4 separate regions of the Mus musculus genome follow, and all the other regions are linked to region 4. The links are chromatin contacts, called in public promoter capture Hi-C maps. All regions are on one chromosome and are shown on one strand. The core of a region is the stretch at or near the end of the contact, and the rest is flanking DNA. Distances in the headings are between cores, read along the strand shown.

Region 1 (2,751 bases), core at 138-2,637, 810 kb after region 4:
TTGACATCTGCAAAGATCCTACCTCCAGACACTCACACTCTGATGGACTAGGCTTAAGACTTTGACATACGAGTCCATGACACCTCTAACACCAAGCCTTTGCTTGGCCAGTCACCTCTCTTCACAACTCTTTTGCCACCCTAAGCAATTTTACATGGTTCCCCTAAAGCTTCCACGCCACATTCAAAACACCTAAGGGTTCACACCAATTTCCCACAAAACTAATGTCAACAACAAAAAAAGGCCAAATTTGTTACAAAACCCAACCCCTAACATTATAAGCCTGTTCTCAGATGTGACTCGTTTGGATGCCCAAGTCATGCAGCACTGAGTCAGGCCTAGGAAGTGCCCAGTGGGGGGTCCTGACCACTGACAATACCATCTCTGACCCCCTAAAAAAACACTTCCAGCCATCGAGCATACCTCATGTCTAAACTGAGGTCAGACCGTGTGGCAGATTCACACTTGACTTCTTCATGACCTCTGAGGAACCCAGTAAGGATCAGCCATATCTACACCATTAGAAAGAACCTCAGCTTAAGCTGCCCCTGAGGAAAGGAACCTGAAGGTGCAGGCTTGCAGAAGCTTGGCCACTCAGGCCAAGTTCCAGACTCAGGCACAGGACAGCCCCACTCTTGGCCTCGCCCCTAGCCATTTGCCACGCCCTAAGGCCTGCGTCCCACCTGTCAGCCCTTGTCTCAGGCACCTCAATCCTCACGCTTCACCTTACTCAGACCCCCACCCCTCCCTCGAGCTTTATGTCCCTTCCCCAAACCTGCACCCCACCTATTATTGAAACTTGTCAGCCAGCTGCGCGGCCCATGCCCCGCCCACCTACCCCCCCATCCAACCCACTACTCCTTGCCCCGCCTCCTTCCCGTAGACCCTTATTCTTCGCCCCGCCCACAAAACCAGGGCTCCGCCTGCCACCTCCTGCAATGCTCCCGAAGTCCACACCCCGCCTATTTGGTTCTTTCCCCTCCCATTATCCCTTATTCCCCTCTCTTTACACTAAGCCCCTACCCAAGAGGCCCGTGTCCCGCCTACCAACCCCCTCGTACCGCCCACTACCTCTTTCGCCCAAGGCCCTTGCCGAGCTTGCTGTCTTCTGCCTCGCCCTCAAGGTTCGCGCCCCACCCCAGACTCCCGGACCTAGCCAATTACACTTGCTTCTCTTAGCCTCTCTCGTCCTCCTGCCCGTCACTCCGCCCTCTAAGCCCTTTGCCCGCCCACTTCCCTGGCCCCGCCTCTCCCTTACTCCCTGCCCCTCCCCCAGCATCACTCCTAAGGGGCGCACACTCAGCCTCGAGCAACCCAGGCAGCCGGAAGTCTTGCCGTAAAGCGTGCTCGGACCATCGTACTAGCGCCGGTTCCCTTGGAGACAGGCAACGCGCTCAAGATGGCGGCGCCGGCGGAGGCGGAGGTGGCCGCGGCCCCGGGCTTAACCGAGGCGGCTGAAGCCGCGGAACTGACCCGCGCGCTAAGCCGCCTGCTACCGGGGCTGGAGACGGAAAGTAAGCTGGGGCGGCGGCGCGCTCTGGAGGCTCTGGAGCAGGTACTGGAAGAGGCGGTGCGGCCCGGCGCGGATTCCGCGGCCTTCCAGGGCCCCTGGGCCCGTCTGCTGCTGCCGCGCCTGCTGCGGCTTCTAAGCGATCCGGCCGAGGGCTGCCGCGCGCTGGCCGCTCACCTGCTCGACCTTGGCCTGCGCCGCGCCGCGCGGCCCCGCGACGCTCTGCCGCGTCTGCTGCCGGCGCTCAGCGCACGCCTGGCCCGACCTGAACTCGCGCGGCCGCCGCCGGAGCCCTGCGAGGAGCTGCGTCTCGCCCTCGTGCAGCTGCTCCACCTCGCCGTAGACCTGGGCGGCGCCGCGCTCGCGCCCCACCTGGACGACGCCGTGCGCGCCTTGCGGGCCGCGCTGCTCGACCCCTTCGCTGCGGTGCGCCGGGAGGGCTGCGAGTGCGCAGCCGCTCTGGCCCGTGCCACTCCGGGTGAGCGTCCTATCCGCTTCCCTGGTTACCTAGATGTCCAGAAACTGAACTAAAGTGGGCTGGTTCCTTCGTAAGGTCATTTCCGATGGGAGGGGGCACGAGACAAGAGATCTCACCATGTAGCCCTGGCTGGTGTCAAACATAACGCTGCTTCTACTTCAGCCTAAAGTGCTAGACTCTCAGACCTGTGTCACACCCATTTCATGATCATTTTTATGCTGGGTTATGGGACTCATGTGGGAAAGGACAACTCAACTCAGTTTCTTTACTCCAGTGTCTTCTCTGTCTCTGACACGGGTCACTAACTTCCTGGATGAAGGGAGGCTGCTTCTCGTTTATTTCTACCCTCTATCTACAGCCCTGCTTGATCAGGGCTTTTTCCCTTTTTTCCTTCTAGACTAGAGTTTGGAAAAGTTAAGAGGCCCTACCTAGTGTTTAAAGTCTTCCCGGGGGTAGGGGGGAGCCAACTTTGTGAAATAGGTGTATATATCCCTCCGGATGCCTGGAGCATAAGCAGCTCCCAGCACCATTGGAGAGAAAAAGTGGGAGCTGAGGCTAGCAGAGGCCAGAGGAAGGTTTGATGGTAGCCACAGAACAGGGCCCCATGCAGCTGTATCGCATAACCAGCAGCCTCCCTAATCCCACAGAGCACTTCCACATGCAATCGGAGTCCTTGATAGGCCCCCTGATGCAGACCATCTCCCACCAGCACTGGAAGGTCCGGGTAGCCGTTATCGAAGCCACGGGCACTGTGATCCAGTTT
Region 2 (3,128 bases), core at 579-3,078, 860 kb after region 4:
TCACAACAGTTCTAACTGACAAAATCCAAATGTCCAGCAGCTGGCCCAGGCTTCAGCAAACAATGGGCTCTCTGGCCTGCGGAGCCAGCCAGCTGCCCTGCCAAATCCACCCACTTGACTAATAGTGGACTTCAATGTTTGCCACAAATATCCATGTGGCTCGAAAGCCTCTAACATTTATTACAGAAAAGTCTCTCAACTTGCCAGTGGAAAAAATCAACATATTGTCAAACGCTTGCCATATAAGGAGGTGAGTGTGTGCATCCTGAGTGACTATCACAAGCTGCAGCAGCAGGCTATGTGGGCACATGCCTGTAATCCCAGCACTGGGCTGGAAAGAGAGGCATCCCAAGCCATCAATGGCAACAGACCCTGTCTGTGTGTAGATGTGTGCACATGCATGTGCCTTCACTAGTGTCTTTCCTTAGGAACCACCATCCACCTTGTTTTCTGAGACAGGATCTCTCATTGGGTTGGTTCCCATCAAGTTAAGTTAGTTTGGTGGCCAGCAAGCTCCAGGGATTCCAGTCTCTGCTTTCCAGCACTGAGATGACAAACATACAGCACTAGGCTTTTGGTTTTTTTAAATTCGTATTCTGAGATTGAATTCAGGTCTTTACGCTTACAGTGCAAACATTTTACTAACTAATCCATCTTCCCAGCTCCAGACCCTTTCTAAAAAGTGTAAAACCAGCCAGGCATGGTGGTAAGTGCTACTGGTCCCAGTGGAGGCAGGCAGAGCTACATAGCAAGTTCCAGGGCAGCCAGGACTACATGGAGACCCTCTCTAAAAAAAAAAAAAAAAAAAATTAATTAATTTTTTTAAAATGTAAAAGCCAAGGTCTGGAAGGATGGCTCAGCCATTAAGAGCACTTGCTGGTCATTCGGGGACTGTAGTTTGGTTGCCAGCATCCCCTTTTGGCAGCTCTGGGGCATTTGAGACCTTTGTAGGCACACACACACACACACACACACACACACACACACACACATTCATCATCCACTTAAACAGACATACACACAAACACACTTTTAGAAAAGAGTGAAAGCTAGCCAGCTGCCTGTGGCATATGGTAGTAATCTCAGTGCTTGGGAGGATAAAGCAGGAGGATTGTGGCAAACTGGAGGTCAGTCAGGGCTATGTCGTGAATTCTAGGCCACAGTGAGACAGTTAAAAAAGGAAAAACCAAGAGGGGCGTGGTGGCACACGCCTGTAAGTCCTGCTTCGCAGAGGCTGGCTTATCTCTGCGAGTTCAACGCCAGTCTGGTCTACAGTAGAGTTTTAGGGCAGTCAAGGTTACAGAATAAAACCCTGCCTATAAACAAAACAAATGCAATTCAAGGTTTTGCAAAACTGCGCAAGTGAGAGAGGGCCTGGTGGGTGGAGTCCCCAGGAGAAAAGGCTCTGGCTTCCAGCCCGCAGGGCAGGGCAGGGCAGGGCGTCGGAGGTTTCCTGCAAACGCTACGCGGGGACAACTGAGAAGAGGATGTGTTTGGGAGCCCACTGCTCCTTCAGCAGGAGTCGGATCTTCTGGGCCCACTGAAGCCCTGCCTGGAACTCAGCGCGCGCGTGCGCCTCTGCACAGAATCCTAATTCTAACGCCACCGGAGAGGAGCAGCCTCCCTAGGTGCGGCCCCTCAAGTCCCAGCGCGCCCGCTCCGCCCACTGACGCCACACGTCCCGCCCTTTCCCCGCCCCCCGCAGGGCCGTGGCGGGTCAGCGGCCTCCCCATTGGCCTGGAGCTTCAGCAGGCGCGCTTGGGATTGACGGACGTTCGCGTCGCTCCCGCCTCCGATCCCGGCGCGGCGCGCGATTGGCTGTAGATGTGGGGAGTCTTCGGTCCCGGGCCTGGGCGGTGCGGACGAGGCCTGAGGCGGCGGCGCGAGGCAGGTGAGCTGCGGCCAGCGGGCTGTAGGGGACGAGTAGGCGGGTGGGCGCTGCGGACTCCTCTCGGGTACTAGGGACTGTCTCAGGGCGGGCCGGGATGTAGGTTGCAGGGATGGCCCCAAGTGGGAACCGCCAACTGGCCACGACGCGCGTGACGCCCTTCGCGTTGCCAGGCCGCGCGCGCCCCGGCGCCCTGAGTCCAGTTGTCTCGTGTGCCCGGGCACTCTGGTTCCCCTTCGCCCCGGACCCCTGCGTGTTGGGTTCCGGGGTCTCCTGCCACCCGTCGAGGCGCACCCACGCAGGCGCCATCCCCGGGGCGCTCCCTTCTGGGGCACAGGTGTTGTAGGTGCGGCGATGGGCGCGGGCCCGGTAGCGAGTCCCTGGCCTGCACACCCTGCCACCAGCTTGTTATCCCGTGTTAGTTGCCTTCGCCCCCAGCCCGGCACGCAGGACGGTACCAAAGCTGGCCCGCTGGAGCTTTTTTGGATGCAGCCGGGGGGACCCGATGCAGTCAGCCCGGCGAACTTTGGTGCTCCCCGCTGTGTAGAGTGAAGTGTAGTCCTGCGGTGTGCGCTTCGCGCCTCCTGGACCAAATACTAATTAGATTTTACCATTCCGTCCATTGCACCGGTGTCGAATTTTAACCTGACTGTTCATACATTTTAGATCTCTCCTAAGGTCTTTTCTTTTTTCTTTCTGCGTCCCAACCTCATGTTCCTTTTCGGTCCTTTGTTTGTGTCAGGAGACAGGGTCTCATTTACGTACTTCTGACTGTCTCGGCTGTGTAGACCAGGCTGGTCTCACAAAGATCCAGACTGTGTCTGCTTCCTAAGTGCTGGGGTAAAAGGGATGTGTGCAACTAAGCTGGCATCTTGAAACAGGTCCTCAGATAGCCCAGGCCCGCCTAGAATTGACTATATAGTAGAAGATGATCTTGAGTTCCTAACCCTCTTGCTTCCACGTACCTAGGATTAGATCACAGGTGTGCACAGCCCTGTGGGTCCAGCCCTGGGTATGTTCTTGAGCAGAGTTGCAGTAATTTCTGGTTCTTCTCTCTTTTGGTTTCCTCGGCCAGGCCAGTCTTGAACTCTTTGCTTTTTCGAGACAGGGTTTCTCTATACAGCTCTGGTGATCCTGGAACACCCAGAGATCCACCTGCCTCTGAACCCAAGTGCTGGGATTGAAGGCGTGTGCCACCACTGCCCGGCTCAGGCCGGCACTTTTATAGCGTGCAGGCTGT
Region 3 (3,160 bases), core at 127-2,626, 700 kb before region 4:
CTCAGCTTTGCCAGCTGCATTGCTCCCCAGCCGCTTCATGGCAGCCAGGACTGTCTCATGAATGCTTTGGGCCACCACTGCATCAGGAGCCTGCAGCCAGAGCTCACCAGGACCAATGGGCGCTGAGCGCCCGAGTTCCAGGAAGAAAAAAGAGTCTGCGTGGCCACAGCGGCGCACACTGAGCAAGGACAAGCGCAGGACTGGTGGTGGCGTTGCCCGGCTGTCTCTGGAACCTTTGCTTCCAGGCTTTCGCAGGAGGCTCAGGGCCCCAGAACCCAGGCACAGGCGATAGCTGCCGCTGCTCAGGCCTTGTGCTCTCCCCAGCCCCTTGGACCGCAGTGTCACAGGCCAGACGTCCTGGAATGGGGCGAAGATCCAAGACTCAGGGGCCTCTTGGGGACTGAAACCTGGAGAGAATTGGCAAGTCACCGGGAGGCAGGGGTTGGGGTCACCGGGTCCCAGGTGACCAAGACGTTTTATACGTCTTTTTTTTTTTTTTTTTTTTAGCTTAAGATTTGAACCTCAGGCCGGGCGTGGTGGCGCACACCTTTAATTCCAGCACTTGGGAGGCGAATTTCTGAGTTCGAGGCCAGCCTGGTCTACAGAGTGAGTTCCAGGACAGCCAGGGCTACACAGAGAAACCCTGTCTCGAAAATAAAAAAGATTTAAACCTCAGTTGATCTGAGGGAAATGGGTTCAAGATAAACTAAGTCGGCAACCCCCTGACCTCCCCGTCGCTCACCCAAGGCTCACCCATAGCAGTAGCAGCAGCGGCTGCGGCGGTGGCGCGCACCTCGAGCAGGGCGCTGTACCATGCTTGCTGCTCTGCTTCGCTGGCCGCCGCCACGCCCAGGCTGCTGTCGCTGGTATAGATGACGATCAGGTGGCGCTGACGGGCATCCGCGCGCTTGCTAATAGTGCAGGCACCCTCCAGGCTAACGGTACGCCGGGGTCTAGGTGGGCGGCAGCCGCTGGCCAAGAACTTCTTCTCGCTCTCGTAGCACTCCAGGCGTGGTGGGTCAGCGCGCAGCACGAAAAAGCGGCGGCGCTGGGACTTCTGCTTCCTCAGATGGCCACAGAGCCGCACGTCGGGCAGGCAGGGCCAAGGAAACGGTGAGCCGAGGGACACGTCGGTGCACTCGCCCCCGGAGGAGACTGTGGGGCCCGTACCTGCAGGCTTCATTTCCAGCCAAAGACAGTAAACTGTCCCCAGAAGGACTGATTTGAATGGGTCTGGCCCCCTGAGCTACCACCCGCTTGGAACAAGTAGCCCTGGGAAACTGCAGCCGGCCTAGCTGCCCTGCATCTCTCCACGCCCTCTCCTGACTTGGAGTGAACAAGGAGCCTGTACACAGGAGTGCGTGTGTCCCAGTGGCCAGTGACACCAGGACTCCTAGGTCTAAGGGAGGCTGACCTAGCTGGGTCAGCCTCCTTGTTGGAATCTCCACCCCTTCAAGTTAACCCTCCCACGCCCGAGTGCAGGAATTTGAGTTTAGGATTCATAGGCTAGAGTAGGAGCCCTGCACCGCTGGGACCAAACTTTCACAGGGGCGGGGAGTGAGGGGGGGCATCTCTACCAATCAGCTGACTGGATGTGGGGGTGGAGGAGTACCGCCAGAGGCAGCCCGGGGCAATCTCGAAAGCCAGAAAGCCAGGGTGCAGAAGAAGCGGCTGTGGTTAGCAGTGATGGCACTAGTAATTAGAAGAGTGGCCTGGCCTAGCGGGCCATCCTGATAGCGGCAGTTCTCCAGGGAGGAGCCTCCGAACTGAGCCTCTAGTTGTATAGGTCCTCAGTGTTCTTTCCTTTCCTACCCAGAGATGATCTTTGTGTCTTTGCTTCTGAGCTATCTGAGTTTGGGTTGATGGATACCCCAGGATAGGAAAACCAAACTAGATTGGTCTCTGGTAACCAACCGCACCCCCACCCTCTCCAGATTCCCACGCATGCAAATGTCCACTGAAGGATGTGTGAAAGAGGACTTAGTCTCTCAGAGACACCTTCCTCAAAGTGCCCCTGACCACCAGCCAAATGCCAACTTGAACCTGATGGTGGCTGTGGTCACAGGAGCTGGGATCCTGTGGCAGACGTCCTGGTGAGCCCGTGTATCCTGAGAGGTTTGGGTGGGGCTGGAGATCATAGGCCACAAATGCACATGCTTATTGGAGGCTGGAAGACAACCTCTCGTATTCCTCAAGAGCGATCCCTCTTGTTTTTGAGACAGGCTCACTAGAACTTGTCTAGTAGGTTCGATTTGCAGGCCTGGAAGGCCTCAGGCCTATCATATGTCTGACTCCACTTCCCCTGCCTGAGGTTACAGTGCATGCTACCACACCCAGCTTGGAAAATAGTACGTGTGTTGTACAGGCTGTCCCCTGCATGTGGTCAGAGGTCAGCTTTTGGAAGTGGGTCCTCACCTTCTACCTTTTTTTGTTTGTTTGTTTTTGTTTTTTCGAGACAGGGTTTCTCTGTATCGCCCTGGCTGTCCTGGAACTCACTTTGTAGACCAGGCTGGCCTCGAACTCAGAAATCCGCCTGCCTCTGCCCCCCAAGTGCTGGGATCAAAGGCGTGCACCACCATGCCCGGCTAGCCTTCCACCTTTTTGAAGCAGGGACTCTCTCTGCTGCCGCACTGTGTACCCCAGGCATTTAAAGATAGTAGTGGCCATTATTTTTTTAGGCAGGGTTTCTCTGTAGCTCTGGCTGTCCTGGGACTCAGAGAGCTGCCTGCCTCTGCCTTCCGAGTCGTGTCCTGTTGTAGTCTTCTAGCTTGCTCTAGAAGTGCTGGGGTTGTGATGGACTGGGATTCTACTTTCCATGTGGGTTCTGATGATCAAATTGGGGCCATTGGATCTGCACAGCAAGCACGTTTCTAATTAGACTACGTCCCCAGCCCCTTGGATATTTTGTTTCTCTACATTAGGGTCACATGGGGGTGGGGAGTGGTGTGACACATTCTGACAAAGCTTAGTTGACAAGTCATGGTACCTTAGCAGACCTGCCAATGCCCTAATGTCGTGGCCAGCAAAATCCATGTGGGGAAAGATAACGGTATACAGAGAAGAAAAGGCCAAGCCCTGAGACCCTGGTAGGGGACTTGGGGGAGGGGCTCCCTTAGGTAAGGGACCCATGTAACAGGTAAACAGAACCAAGACAACCTGG
Region 4 (2,827 bases), core at 176-2,675:
TACACAGCGTTCTGATCCCTGGACAGGGTCGGTCACCTGTCACCACATATACCGCAGCATCCTGGTCAATTTGTGGCATTCTCTAAATTACTTTGTGTAGGACAAAGAGCAGTGGCAATGCTTGTGGAAAGAAAAAACAATTTGGTGGGGACAGTGACTGCCTCCATGACACAATTCATGGGCAAGGGCCAACCTGCCCTTGGGACTTCCCAATTCAATAAAGCAATATGTCACATAGCAATATGACACATGGGGGTGGGGAGAGTTAAGAACAGAAGCAGGTCTGAGAGAAACTTCAATGTTTTGGTTCCTAGAGAAATAAGGAAGAGCAAGCAAAGGAATGATCCGTGTGTTTTGAGGGTCACCTGGGCTGCTGCAGTGAAGCCAAGGTTGATGTGGGGTGATCAGCAAGCCAATTTGTTATTTTGCTCTTCCCAGCAGATGACATTAATAGGTAGATGGTGGTAAGGGAGGCAGAGAGAAATCAGTTGGTCAGAATGGGAGTCAGCAGGATGGAGATGAACAAACAGCTTCAGGGCTAAGCAGTTTGAAGTTAATGTGCTAACAAGCAGAGCTCTGAATGGGACAAGTGAAGACCACTCTTATTAGTGTTATGAAATATAAAATATAAATTGTGGTATAACATGGTAGGAGTAATACTTGGCAGGACAGTGCCGAGATGTTCCTCTGAGGAATCACACCATGCAGCATGCCTGTATAAAGATTTATTGTGGAGATGGGAGTGGGAACCTGGAAAGAGGTAGAGGCAGAGAAAGGATAGGACAGAGAAAGACAGGAAGAGAGAAAGAGAGCAAGAGAGGCCTGCCAGGAACACATGGGAACTGAGAGAGTGGGAAAGGGAGAAGTGGGGGTAGGGCTGTGAGCAGTCCTCTTTAGATGATGCTGCGCTGCCAGGCACCTGCCTCACACCGGGTGGGGCAGAGACAAGCTTTTGCTGGGTAGCCATTGGGCAGAATTGCCTGTTTCCAGGTGGACATGGGACAGGAGCTGGGAAGGGATGGTGAATTGCAGATTCAAACCAGGGACTACTAGTATGTAATACTGAGAACACACCTTGGGGTGTGCTGGGTCACTCAGGTTGGCTCCTGACTGCCTCCACAATGGCTTTCCTGATTTTAGGATCTTGCAATCTCCAGTTGTTCCATTCCCTGCCCCTTAGCTGTGTAGGGCTGAATGGGATAAGGGCTAAGTTCCTCAGGGGCAGCCATGGACCCTCCTCTCTCTGAGGCAAAGAGACGATTGACCTCAGCGACCTCTGCAGCTTTCCTCACTACTACTGCAGATCTAGGAAGTAGCAAGCAAAGCCTGGTACTGTAACTTTAAGAGGGACAACCCATTACCCTGAGTTCACTACCACTGAGGCCTGCAAAAAGGAAATAAGGCTAGGTTGTGGGAAGTTACCACAGTGCCTCTAACTGCTGACAATGTGAAAACCTCCAGCCATGAGAACAGGCAACACACAGGCTGCCCATGCAACAAATATGGGCCAGATGCAGACCCTGGTTCTATTCTCAACATTGCTGACCCTCTGTGTCTCTGAAGGTGAGTGGAGAGGCCAGAGCAGTGTAGGGCCATGGGGGTGGACAGTATGGACACACAGGCACTGACCTTCCTGTTTTCATTCCTCAGCAAGCCCTGAGGTGTGGGTGCAAGTCCAGATGGAGGCCACCAACCTCTCGTCTTTCTCAGTTCACTGTGGGGTCTTAGGATATAGCCTCATCTCCCTGGTAACAGTGAGCTGTGAAGGATTTGTTGACGCTGGAAGGACCAAACTAGCTGTGTTACATCCAGAATTTGGTACCCAGCAGTGGGCTCCTGCCAGGCAGGCCCACTGGGAAACCCCAAACAGCGTCTCTGTCACTCTGACCATGGGACAATCCAAAGCAAGAAGCTCTCTAGCCAACACCACATTCTGCTGCGAGTTTGTTACCTTTCCTCATGGTTCCAGGGTTGCCTGTAGAGACCTGCATAGATCAGATCCAGGTATGTCTGGGGAGAGGCGGGAGACGGGGAGGATCTTAACACTGGCTGCCCATCTGACACTTTTCTCTGTGTCTAGGACTCTCTGCCCCAACTCCAGCCCTCAATCTTCAAGCAGACCTGGTGAGGATCTTGGGAACCTCAGGAGTTTTCCTGTTTGGTTTCATCTTTATACTATGTCTCCGGTGGCAGCAGAGGCATTGGTGAGATTGGGTTCAGTAATATCCACACACCACTTGGTTAGGTGCCTTCTGCCCCTAACTCTGCCTCTTCTGTCTTACAGGTGTTTGAGTAAATCTCAGCCATCTCTCACTAGCACCCAGGCACAGGTGGAGACTCAGGTAAGGCTTGAAGGAGGATGTTTGGAGCAGGATACCAGGGGTCCACAGCTGGACAGGGACTTGGGGTCTTATCTGACTCTCCTTCATGCCCTACAGCCCACCAAGACCATCCCTGGCCACTGGGGTGGATCCACCATCCCAATACCTTCCCCAACCTCCAGCCACCCTGTTTAGCAGCTCTGTATGAGGCTGTAGTCCATTCTGACCAACACATGCCTCAGGGCACATTGCTCCCCACTAGTGACCCACACCAACCCCATGCCTGTCTCCTCAGCCTCCCCACTTGGCCTCTACACACAGCAGCTTCATCTCCATGGAGAATGGACTGTATGCTCTGGCATGAGTGAAACTTCCCCACACTCTTCCCAACTTCCACCGACTGTCTGGAGCACAGTACCCTGGAAAAATGCTTAGAAGTTCAATGACAGGTACCCTTGGTCCACTACAGGCCTTTGGAACATCTATCTACTGATGTCTTCAACCTG

Evidence for each region. Promoter capture Hi-C pulls out the DNA fragments that hold promoters and counts their contacts.
Region 1: a promoter capture Hi-C map of liver shows a contact between it and region 4, with 4 times the contacts expected there. The contact joins the promoter of Dnaaf5 here to the promoter of Pvrig in region 4. A contact is called at or near these places in 2 of 39 promoter capture datasets (both in liver).
Region 2: a promoter capture Hi-C map of liver shows a contact between it and region 4, with 2.3 times the contacts expected there. The contact joins the promoter of Sun1 here to the promoter of Pvrig in region 4. A contact is called at or near these places in 1 of 39 promoter capture datasets (liver) and 1 of 115 datasets of contacts at active chromatin or transcription factors (bone marrow-derived macrophages).
Region 3: a contact with region 4 is called in a promoter capture Hi-C map of liver, with 3 times the contacts expected there. The contact joins the promoter of Irs3 here to the promoter of Pvrig in region 4. A contact is called at or near these places in 2 of 39 promoter capture datasets (both in liver).

What each region holds. Positions count from the first base shown.
Region 1 is chr5:139,148,848-139,151,598 of GRCm38.p6, forward strand. Dnaaf5 (dynein, axonemal assembly factor 5) reads left to right here and starts at 1,388. Exons shown (of 13, transcript NM_001081265.2): 1 at 1,388-1,988; 2 at 2,636-2,751. The coding sequence starts at 1,400. It also overlaps a transcript of Prkar1b not described here.
Region 2 is chr5:139,198,809-139,201,936 of GRCm38.p6, forward strand. It overlaps Sun1 (Sad1 and UNC84 domain containing 1), which reads left to right and starts at 1,829. Exons shown (of 23, transcript NM_024451.2): 1 at 1,829-1,891.
Region 3 is chr5:137,644,338-137,647,497 of GRCm38.p6, forward strand. Irs3 (insulin receptor substrate 3) reads right to left here and starts at 1,377. Exons shown (of 2, transcript NM_010571.3): 1 at 754-1,377; 2 at 1-407. The coding sequence starts at 1,183.
Region 4 is chr5:138,340,506-138,343,332 of GRCm38.p6, forward strand. Pvrig (poliovirus receptor related immunoglobulin domain containing) reads left to right here and starts at 1,426. Exons shown (of 5, transcript NM_001378438.1): 1 at 1,426-1,563; 2 at 1,651-2,004; 3 at 2,081-2,204; 4 at 2,285-2,342. The coding sequence starts at 1,464.